Regions from separate parts of the Mus musculus genome. Here region 1 is linked to region 2. A link is a contact called in public Hi-C data. All regions are on one chromosome and are shown on one strand. The core of a region is the stretch at or near the end of the contact, and the rest is flanking DNA. Distances in the headings are between cores, read along the strand shown. Region 1 overlaps Cog5 (component of oligomeric golgi complex 5). Region 2 overlaps Slc26a4 (solute carrier family 26, member 4).

What was found. Hi-C and Micro-C count contacts between places; a contact is called where the count stands out from the background.
Region 1: a Hi-C map of the N1E-115 cell line shows a contact between it and region 2, with 2.7 times the contacts expected there. The contact joins two enhancer-like sites. A contact is called at or near these places in 1 of 15 datasets of contacts at CTCF or cohesin (the NIH/3T3 cell line), 2 of 484 Hi-C or Micro-C datasets (the N1E-115 cell line and bone marrow-derived macrophages), 6 of 115 datasets of contacts at active chromatin or transcription factors (differentiating embryonic stem cells, embryonic basal ganglia, embryonic stem cells and 1 more) and 1 of 9 other capture datasets (embryonic stem cells).

Annotation. Positions count from the first base shown.
Region 1 is chr12:31,892,959-31,898,023 of GRCm38.p6, forward strand. Cog5 (component of oligomeric golgi complex 5) reads left to right here. Exons shown (of 23, transcript NM_001163126.1): 18 at 1,013-1,250. It also overlaps the pseudogene Gm35666. Among named protein-coding and RNA genes, the nearest start is that of Hbp1, 55 kb to the right of the region's middle. Within about 2 kb of position 3,478, at least 109 of the 459 cell types and tissues checked have an H3K27ac peak or open chromatin away from gene starts, as enhancers often do. A contact at or near this core is called in the N1E-115 cell line, where this site is marked.
Region 2 is chr12:31,531,899-31,537,177 of GRCm38.p6, forward strand. It overlaps Slc26a4 (solute carrier family 26, member 4), which reads right to left. Exons shown (of 21, transcript NM_011867.4): 11 at 3,938-4,015; 12 at 3,713-3,808; 13 at 3,352-3,458; 14 at 1,247-1,316. Among named protein-coding and RNA genes, the nearest start is that of Slc26a4, 25 kb to the right of the region's middle. Within about 2 kb of position 2,728, at least 20 of the 459 cell types and tissues checked have an H3K27ac peak or open chromatin away from gene starts, as enhancers often do. A contact at or near this core is called in the N1E-115 cell line, where this site is marked.

The DNA.
Region 1 (5,065 bases), core at 2,228-4,727, 360 kb after region 2:
ACCCTGCCAAGACACTGAGCCTGAGCACGCTGTACCGTGGACCTGGTGGGGAGCCTCCGTCATTAGGACAGCCTTTCATACTCTGGAGCTTCCCCTAGTTCTGTCTTCTTCTGGAGGTGGGAGACCTCTTATTATAGCTGCCATTGCTTTGCTGTGAAGGTTATCAAGTTCACGTTGCTCTCTGTCTCAGAGACTTCAGTCATGGCTGGTGTTCATCTCTAGACCATTTCCATTTCCTCTGCATCACTCTCAGAAGTTGGAAACATCTCCCTTGCTTTTTGGACAAAACTCAGCATTATATAGTCAATGATCTCATCTATTAGCTAGGATCAGGTGATTTCTAATTTTGGTATAACCCCTCCTCCCTATAAATATTTCATATTCTTTGAATATATTCTTTAAAGGGCAGTTGTAAACATTTATAAGTTATAAATAGTATATCATGAAGCACAGCTGGTATCATCTACTTTTCCAAATTAAAGCCTTTCTAAACCTCATCTGGAGGAGAAAAACTGCATACTGCATATTGTTACACAACCGTCCCTCTGTCACCGTGCTGCCATCGGACTGATGTGACCAACTGCAAGAGCAGGGGCTGCCACCAAGCATGTTCTGCCCTTGAGAAGTATAAAATGTCATCTCAGAATCTATTATTGACACATTCACTTACCAGGCAAAACATAGGAATGGACGGAGAGCTGGAAGCTGCGTCAGACATTGAAAGGCCAGCGTGTGATTCATCTCAGACAGATAGCTGTGTTTTATTCTTCATAATCTTTTAAGTAAAAGCATGCTAAAATCCGTAAGTAATCTTCACAGGATCTAAACACAAATTTAAGAATACAACTTAAACATTGTTTTATTTTCTTTAATACTTAGCAAAACAAAACAAAATTGGTGCTTTTATATCACTAATAGGAAAAATAAATTGCACAGGATTGAAATAGTAACCAGGGGCAAAATATATTTGTAGCTTTGTGCATCAATGCTGAAATTTTTTTCCCTTTTATAGGGCATCAAGCAGCTCAGGAAAACCTGATGTTCCTTGTTCCCTGTACATGAAAGAGCTACAAGGTTTCATTGCCAGAGTTATGAATGACTACTTTAAACACTTTGAATGCTTGGATTTTGTTTTTGACAACACTGAAGCTATTGCCCAAAGAGCCATTGAACTTTTTATCCGCAATGCCAGTCTCATAAGACCTCTTGGTGAAGGTGGGAAACTGCGACTTGCTGCTGATTTTGCACAGGTAAATTGATGCATTGTTCCAAGGGAACTAATGTTTGAGCCTCACTGTTATGTATTAAGTAAACATCAGTGTCTTAACTATTCATGTAGCTAAAGAGAAAAGAAAACCCACCTGAAACTAATTCACTACAAAAAAGAGTTTTAAAATATTGTACCAAATACTATTTTGTTTTTCTTTCTTTCTTTCTTTCTCTTTCTTTCTTTCTTTCTTTCTTTCTTCCTTTCTTTCTTTCTTTCTTTCTTTCTTTCTTTCTTTCTTTCTTTCTTTCTTTCTTTCTTTCTCTCTCTCTCTCTCTCTCTCTCTCTCTCTCTCTTTCTTTCTTTCTTTCTCTCTTTCTTTTTTTCTTTTTTTTAATTTCTGGAAGCTTTTAATTTATTCCCTCCCAAAAGACCAACTGCAATCAAAGGGGGTGAAAGGTCAAGATCTTATTGTCTTCATAACAAAATTGGCTTAAAACTGGATCACTTGGCCCTTTCTCTTCTTGTCGCTTCCCAGTTCAAAATGCTTGCATCTCTTAACAGCCAGCATCCTCTTAGATCTGCAGTTGGGCTCAACACACTCCAGTCTCAGCACAATCTTCTTTGTAGTTTTAGCCTTTTTGCGGAAAATAGGCTTGGTCTGCCCACCGTAGCCACTCTGTTTCCTGTCATAGCGCCGCTTTCCCTGGGCATACAAAGAACCCTGCCCTTCTTGTACTGTGTCACCTTGTGGGGTGGGTGCTTCCCACATTTCTTGCAGAATATCCAGCAGGTCTTAGGCACATTCACTATGTTCAAAGGAGCGCTATCAGCTCACACACACACACACACACACACACACACAAATGCTGTTTTTCTTTTTAACAAAATTAAAAATCATCTTTGATTGTTCAAGATTAAGGCAAAGTATCTTATGTCACAATAAAGCAACACTTTGTATTATTTCTATTTTCTCATCTCCCTAAAGCCAATAATAATCATTGGTTTACTTGGCTCAAAATAATGTACGCAATGAGCTGATGTTGTAAACAGCAGGAATGGAGCCATGGAGCCGCGTGCTATCCTGAGAAGAACAACCCTAGCCCGGATAGTGAGCAGTGAGCGTCTGTGTTCAGTGAGAGACAGGCAGGGTGCCTGAAGATACTGCCTGATTATATGGGTTCTTCACTAAGTGCAGTACTGTTTTGCCCCTGTGGCTAGCCTTAAAATTACCTGCAACTACCCGAGTCTTCCTCCTACCCCTTCAGGAATCAGAAGCAGAGAAAAGGCCCTAAGCACCCAGTGTCTTCAGAAGCAGATGACTCAGGGGTGAATCCAGTTCTTAACCCTTTCAAAGCTGTTAGCTTTACTAATCTCAGTAGTCATTCATGGGAGTCTCCATTGCAGTCTGCCCGGTCGTCCTTGGACATACAGATAATTACTCCTGTCAGCACTGAGTCCCTGTGTGTCTGAGAGCATGCCCTGGGCCTCCTGCTCAGGGTCATGGCTGCCAGGTGCTCCCACCCTGCAGCATACTTAAGGCCCAAACCTGGCTTTCAAAAGCTCCTTGCTTGTAATTGATCAAGCAGTTATTTTCATTCCGCAAATGAGGCTGTGAAACTACACAAAATAAACCTTCCTTTGGAAAAGATACCTTTAATAGGTACATGTGAGAAAAGAAATTAAATGCTCCCATTCAAATGGTTTAACCTTGTCCATTTTTGTCACCTTCCTTCTCTCTGAATAATGACTTATGGAGGCAGTTGTGTCCGTGTGTCCAAGGACCTGTCTTACTCCTTAAAAATATCTCTGATAGGTCTGTCTCCTGGCCCTCTCCTAGGTTTTGTTTGTCTCCTCTCCTCCTCCTCTGCGGCTCCCTCCCCCACCAGCTTATTTGCATTCTTCTCCAGCTGGTCCTTGAGTCACTTTCCTGGAGGCAGCACTTCAAGTCCAATTAGAATGGCAGCTGAGCAGGAGATGGCCAGAGTGAGTGCCATAGGAGAGGGAGGCTTGCTTATTGTAATGATGTGTTCTCTTGAAAGATGGCAGCCCCCCACTGCAGCTAACCCTGGCTCACAGTGCACAGCCTCCAGTGGTGGGGTGAGCTGCAGCACTCAGAATTGTATCTCCATCCCCCACCCCCTTTCTTTTTAAAGACATAGTACCTTCTGAAGCCATTTCCTCCTCAGGATAAATGAAACTCTGTTACTTATGTTTGACAGATTCTTGTGTTTAGAAATGGTGTTTTCTCTGTGCTGAGTGGACTTTATAGCAGTGCTGTAGGGTTTAGTTGTGGAGGCTCAGCCCCTGCACCTACCCTTGGTTTGCTGCTCCACAGTGTGACCCAGTTTAACAAGATCCTACCATTCCTCTTAGCCTGGCTCAGGAAAGACACGTTGAAGCGTGGCGTTTGCGTCCAGTAGTATTAGCAAACCCTTCCCGGGTGTTAGGTCAGAATCAGGACTCCACTGTTTTTCTAATTAAACTTTGAACTGGGGTTTTGATTTCACTAGATCAAAACTGTAATTGTGTGTGAACCCCAGCTTTCAGAGTCCCGTTTGGTTGGAAATGTTTTGTCTGGATTAGTCAAAACTCTCAAATAACATTTCCCTGAAATGTGTCTGCTTCACAGGCAGCCATTGGGGACCAGAGCCTTTTAACTGGCGAGTAACTGAAAGGTCTGTCGATTTGTAATCACAATTAAACCAGGCCACTGAGGTTACTGGGCTCCAAAGCACAGGGTTCTCTGTGTCTTTGCAAAGGGTTCCTGTGATGAAAGTCCCTGCTGTTTGGCTGAAAGCAGAGCTCAAGAAAAGGCCAACAGAAGGAATTTGGGTAGATTTTGACATGAAGTTTAGCAGTAAAGACAATAAGTGAAGCGTCATAAGGACTCTTGAAACAATCCTGACCTCCACAGGGCGCCAGTGCAGAGAAAAGGTAGTTGCAGGCTGCCATCTGGAGGGCTCTTACTGAGGGAAGTGCGCGGCATAGGTCCCCTAAGAATTAGGTCATGAGCATGAGGTGGCTTCCTACAGGTAATTAATTTCCTGCTGGGACCACATTGCCTCTTTGTCTACACTAATCACACAGCAGTTCAAAAAGCCCTGAGCTTGTCCACGCCCGCAGGGTTCTGCCTAGTCCCACTCAGGGCAGACATGCCCACTGTCTGCTGAAGCGCCATCCCCCTGTGCCTCACTCAGCTCTCTTTTTTCCTCCGAGGAAAAGAACAGATATTGAAGTTGGAATTAAATCCTTTACTGATGCTCCTAGCAGTTTCTATTCATACATTTTCTGGTGCCCTTTAAGGATACATTTTTATCTTTCCCACACTGCCTCAAAAGTGTGAGTTAGGAAGGAAAGCAAACCACTGTTGGTTCTGACTCCTCTTGCCTTTTTTCTCTTGTCCATTGTCAGTGTACGAACACCCCTGAAACATGTAGGTGTGTCCGGTGGCTGACCACGTGCCTGGTGGGTACTGAGTAGCAGCCAGGTGGGGCAGCAGCCCAGAGGCCTACCACCGTGTGTCCATCTGTAACCCCGCAGACTCCTCCAGCACAGAACTCCGCCTTCAAGCATGGACTTCAGTGTTTAAAGGGAAATGACTTTTCAGTCCCTCGGGGGTCATTATAGATTAAAAATTTATCTGAAAGATTTAGCCTTTGAAATCTGTCTGTGTCATCACAGAGCTCACAGTCATTTGAGGCGATAATCTTTCATACAGGAACTTTTCCATAGCTATTTAATTGTTTTAACATTTAGTCTTACTCCAGGCTAGGTCAAAGGCTGTTTGGGTTGATCTTTGAATGAATCACAAGGGTAATAGGAAGAAAAAGATGACCAAAATATGTCATAGAAATT
Region 2 (5,279 bases), core at 1,478-3,977:
GAGATCGAGGTTAAACAAATCCACATCTCAAATCCTCACCTCAAGTCCCGCCCATTGTGGTGGCATGGTTACTAAGAGGAGCTGGGCAGAGCTCCTCTGAGCTATGGGGTGTTACCCAGTAGGAAGATGCACAGCATCAGAGGCCACAGAACCAGAACAGAAGCAGAGTCCAGAATTAACAGTAGCTAACGGGCTCCCGCTACCCGTATGAAGAAAGCGGCTCTAAAGGCAACATGACTGGTCCCCAGCCTCCTCCGCTACTGATGGTTTTGATTTTGCTAAAATTCTTTGTGCAGGAGGATGGACAAAAGACATCTGTGGGGTTCAGAAACTGCCGTATGGTGTTTTTTGTTTGTTTGTACCCTACTGGGGTGGCTGCTCCAAGAGCGAATCGCACAGCGCCATAGAGTCATCTAGTCCTAAGCATTTACAGCCAGGTTAGTCTATCCCTTTCATGTGAGAACATCCGGGCCGGAAAGGCAAGTCCCGCCAACACAGAGCTCAGAAGCTGGAGTCCATGCTAAGCCGCAGAACTGAGCAGTGGTGCTCTGCCGTGCAGTTGCCTATCTCTTGTACAGCCTGGTTTCTAAAAAGCAACAGGATTCTTATATGTGTTTCTATAGACACGCCGTCCTGTTACCATGGCGTATTTTACACAGCTTATGATCTCCGGAAGCTAATGATACTTTTTCCTCTTGATGATACTTGGCTCAACATTACAGAAAGATTATGGAAATAAACTAAGTAATAGCTAGTAGAATTCCAGGTTGAATGTAAAATTCCCAGCACCCACATGGTGGCCCACAACTGTAACTCCAGTTCCTGGGATCTGGCACACTCAAACAGACATACATACAGGCAAAACATCAACACACATGAAAAATAAGTAAATACGTTTTTAAATCGTCCTTAAAAAAACATGAGAGACATTAGGCAATTTTATAAAGACTATGGATTACAGACAAATATAATTTCTATTAAATATCTGCAAGTAATCTAATTGCCTACTATATTTAACCCCTCATTATGAGTTTTTACACTAAAATAATATTCAACTAACATGGGTAAGTATCCTGTGATCGATTTATGAAGAATCCAAAGTTCTCAAGACACTCACAGTCTGCTGATGGACTTTCCCAACAGAAGTCCTCTTGGCTTGTATCTAACATGCTAAAAGAAATCTGAGGCTCCTTGAATTCTGGGCTATCGAGCCTACCTGGGACAAGTGTTTCATAAAGGCACTTACGTTTTTATAATGTGTGATGCTTTTGTAGATGTCTGTGCTGGGGACACTTCCAAGGCCATTCCATGAAGGGCTGTAAGAAGAAAAATGAACACTGGAATTTTATCTTTTAATTTATTTTATTTTATTTTTTACAACAGTTAAAAAGTTAAAAAGAAATCACTGCTATGAGAGAGAGCATCGTTCTGGTGTTTTGGACTCTGCCTTTATTGCCGATGACATTTTCTTGTATCTAACTCTGAAATGAACAGCTGGTGTTTGCGTGGGACTGAAGAAAGAACTAACTGTGAGTCTCTTCTGATGGCTGGGAGACATAATGAGCAGTTTGGAGTTCATAACAATTTATAGCAGAGGCGTCAAGCTTTCTCACATGGCAAAGCTGGAAGCCCGGCCGTAACTCTGAATAGCCAGCACTATTATCCCTGTTTTATTAGTTCATAAAATAATGTCCAGAGGAGCTAGAGGAGCCACTGGGTGAAGGACGCATAGCATGTCTTTCACACGTGGGGCTTTGGTTCTTCCACTCCTTGTGATTTATGGCAACCTGCTAATGGATACGGTGTCTGCAAATGATCAGATTAGTCTCTGCTTTTAAAAGCAGCAGCCTTCCTGAAGCAACCCTTGCCTGTTGACCAGATCACCCGTTTCCTGTTCCTGGTGCCATCAGATAAAGTCCTTGTCTCTCCAACTGTGACTAGTGGCATATGCTGAATGCAGCCCCTGGAGAAGGATTAATTGTTTGGGGGTCCTTTCAGCATTGTGCTTTCTAGATCAATGTTATAATTACTGGAAATTAAATACTATAAACGGTACTGCTTTTTGTTGGCTAGGCGCCCGGTTACCAAACCAGCAACTAAATTGTACCACCAAGCTTTCCCTTGGCACAACACTGAGCTCATTTTTAAGTTAAATCATAAGTTAGTCTTTCTCAAAGAGAAAGAAAAGAAAAGCCACCTTCCTTCTCAAACAATCTCCTAAAAGGCACACTCAACACAAGAGGCAATGTCCCCTACAGACAGTTTCTTCATTGTTTCCTTGTAGCAAACTGGGCCCTCTGGAAGTTAATGAACCCTTTCAGGACCCTGTGCTAAGGGAGCCAGTCACAGCCTTTCAAGTAGAAACCAGCATGCTAACAGAGGGCGGGTGGGCCGAGAGCTGGTTGGTGGCAAGGGAGAGGTGAGCCCATGCTAAGCTGAAGATATCTATGTTGATGTTTCCCAGGTTTCTTCTTCCATCACTGCCCAGGCAGAGAAGAGGGCAAGCATCTGAAAAGGCAAGGAAAAAACTAAAAGGGGCAGAGGCTGTGCTCCGCAAGCCCAGGAGGACACACAGCTAAAACCAAAGTCAAAACAAAACCTGTCACCAACCAGATAATCCGCCTTCAGCCTGCCTCGCCTGCCTTCATAGTCTATTTCCACCATGACTCATAGCTCTGCTGCATCCACGGAGCATACGAACTAATCTTGTTTACTTCACATAATTGGGCATTATGTGCCTTGTCTGTCGGATTGGAATGAATCCTGACTGTAATAACCATTGTAAAGGTCGCAGTCATGTAATGAGTTACTAGCTCTAAAGAGTAAAATACGTAGGAATACATTGGAGGAGCCAACTTGTTCTGTGCCCGGTTCCCAGTTTTATGACTGCTGCCCAGTGCCTCTAATTTCATCTGATTTAACCAGGATTGAAACAAAGCAAGTTCAGACTTTGGCTGATCCGTGTGTCTAGCTTTCATGTTAAGACAATCAACCAATGGAGAGCAGAGCGGAGCCTGTGAGGGAAGGGATAGATAGGGAGTGAGCTGTGTTGGGATTTAAGACTTAGTTCTGCCAATTAGTAATTAACAGCATTAAGAAAGATCTCTAAGCTTTCTGAACTTAAACTTTCTCACCTGCAGAGTCAGACTAATTGGACCTACTCAACAGTGTAAGGCAGTGTGTAACTCATACACTCAGTCAGTACATGATATTATAAAAAGAAGTTGTGTCGGATTTAATGAAAACAGGCTAGGAAACGTCAGGCTGTGCCTCCTCTACTATGCCTGAGTTCGTATCTGGTTTTTTTTTTTTTTTCAGGGGAGGGAGGTTGTTTTGTTTTTTAGTACTTACAACTGAACTCTCAGGACCACAGTCAGTAGTGCAAATAAAAGGCCAGCTAGCAAGCCGAGGTCCAGCCCCAGAATGATGGACATTATGCATGTAAACACCCAGATAACCTAGAGGGGGGAAAAATGAACAAGATCCACATTAGTTCATCAGAAAACAATCAAGTGATTGAGAATGAATCTTCCCAGAGATCTAGGACCTTCTCATAGAAACATAGACGCAGGCGTGGCCTGCTCCAAACTACTCTAAGTGTGCTCTGGAGTTACAAACATTCAGGCTAGATTTAGGGAATGGACATCGTGAGTGACAGGCACATCAAGACACGGTGCTTCATTTAAAGGGAGTTGTGTGGTAGGTGACTTACAGCATCAGTCTTATTCTGCTTCCACAGACGAGGAACGTCACACACCTGCATAAACATCCCTTTCAGGTTGGCAATGACAACGGCCGCCAAGACTGACTGTAGAGAGACAGGGAAGGCTGTGTTATCCAAGGCTATGGTTTCTGCGTGTTGATTTCCGATATCCTGCTATTACTCTTATAAAAGTCTGGTGAAGAGAAATTGGTGTACAGAAAAGCAGGGTTTTACCTTCTGCAAGGGTTCCAGAAGCCTCCCCAAGGCAACGATGGCAACCATCACAATCACAGCTGAGATGAGGCCAGCCACCTGAAAGACACTTCCATGAGGTGGGCACACCCTGCTCACCACAGGAGTGCACTCAGCCCTTCCTCATCTCTCCCTTTCCGCTCAGTATTTAGAAAAATGAGCATTATTTACTGAGCCCATGCAACATGGTAAAAAATACAGAGCAATATATATCCACTATATGCCCAGTATTGTTGAGAAATTAAAGAGAATACGAAAGCTAAAGCTGTTAAAGTCAAGCTAGTTTGAGTTTCATTTGAGTGGCTAGTGCCCACTGATGTCAATTTATGTCATCCTGCCGGTTGTTTGATGTGCCATGAGACATAGACCCTCCCAGTTCCTCCAATAACAGAGATGGCTGTCAGACTTTTGGGAATGAATCCTTATGACACATATTAGGCTCTTCTGCATTGTGAAGACAGCAGCCATAATGGTTACTCTAGTAACAGACATACCTGTAGCTCATAACTTCCATGAACACCTCAGGGAAAATAAATTAATCCATCTTATCACAAATTCACAGCATCACACCGGCACACCAAGACCACTGCTCCTGTCTCCTCCAACAACTGTAGGCACAGGTTCCAACCAAACACTGGCAGCAGCAGTGGAGCAATCATGGGGTAAAGGAAGCTCAGAAACTTTACCTTCGCTGGCAAAGAAAAGTTCTGCTAAGATCCATAGAGAGTAAGGAGAGAGGCTGGGGGGGTGGGGACTATTCCTGGTCTGATCAGTTGGTTTGGCCAATGAGATCTCTGCTGAGACAGCATAAGGCATGGCTGATCTGAAGACTAGAAACTCTGCAGCAAAGGAGAAAAGACAGGGAAGCAGAAGCAGACAGGTCAGAGGAAGGAACAGGAGAGGTGAATGGAGCAAAATCCCAGCCCCACGCGGCACCCAGCGAAAAGAAGCAGGCATAGCAGACGTCAGGGGACACATTCATTCCATTTGGCATACTGGCTATTTATGTTTAGGTATGGGTTGGCCTGGGCAATATTATGAATATTATAAATATTAAGAATATCACTCTACATTGTCTACTTCCTCTTCTTACCTATGATCTTCTGGGTCCATGGCCCAGGTTTCCAGCACCATTGTGAATAGATTCCTCTTCTGTCTAAAAAGATAATATTCTCCTCCCTTCTTCCCCTCCCCCTCCTCCCTTCTTCCCCCCCCCCCCCTCCCTTCATGTCTTCTATCTTCTCCAGTTACTTGATCGGTATTTATTGAGTCACTTGCATTCTTGCTAAGGTTGAGGGACTTTATGAGTTGGTAAGAGGTACAT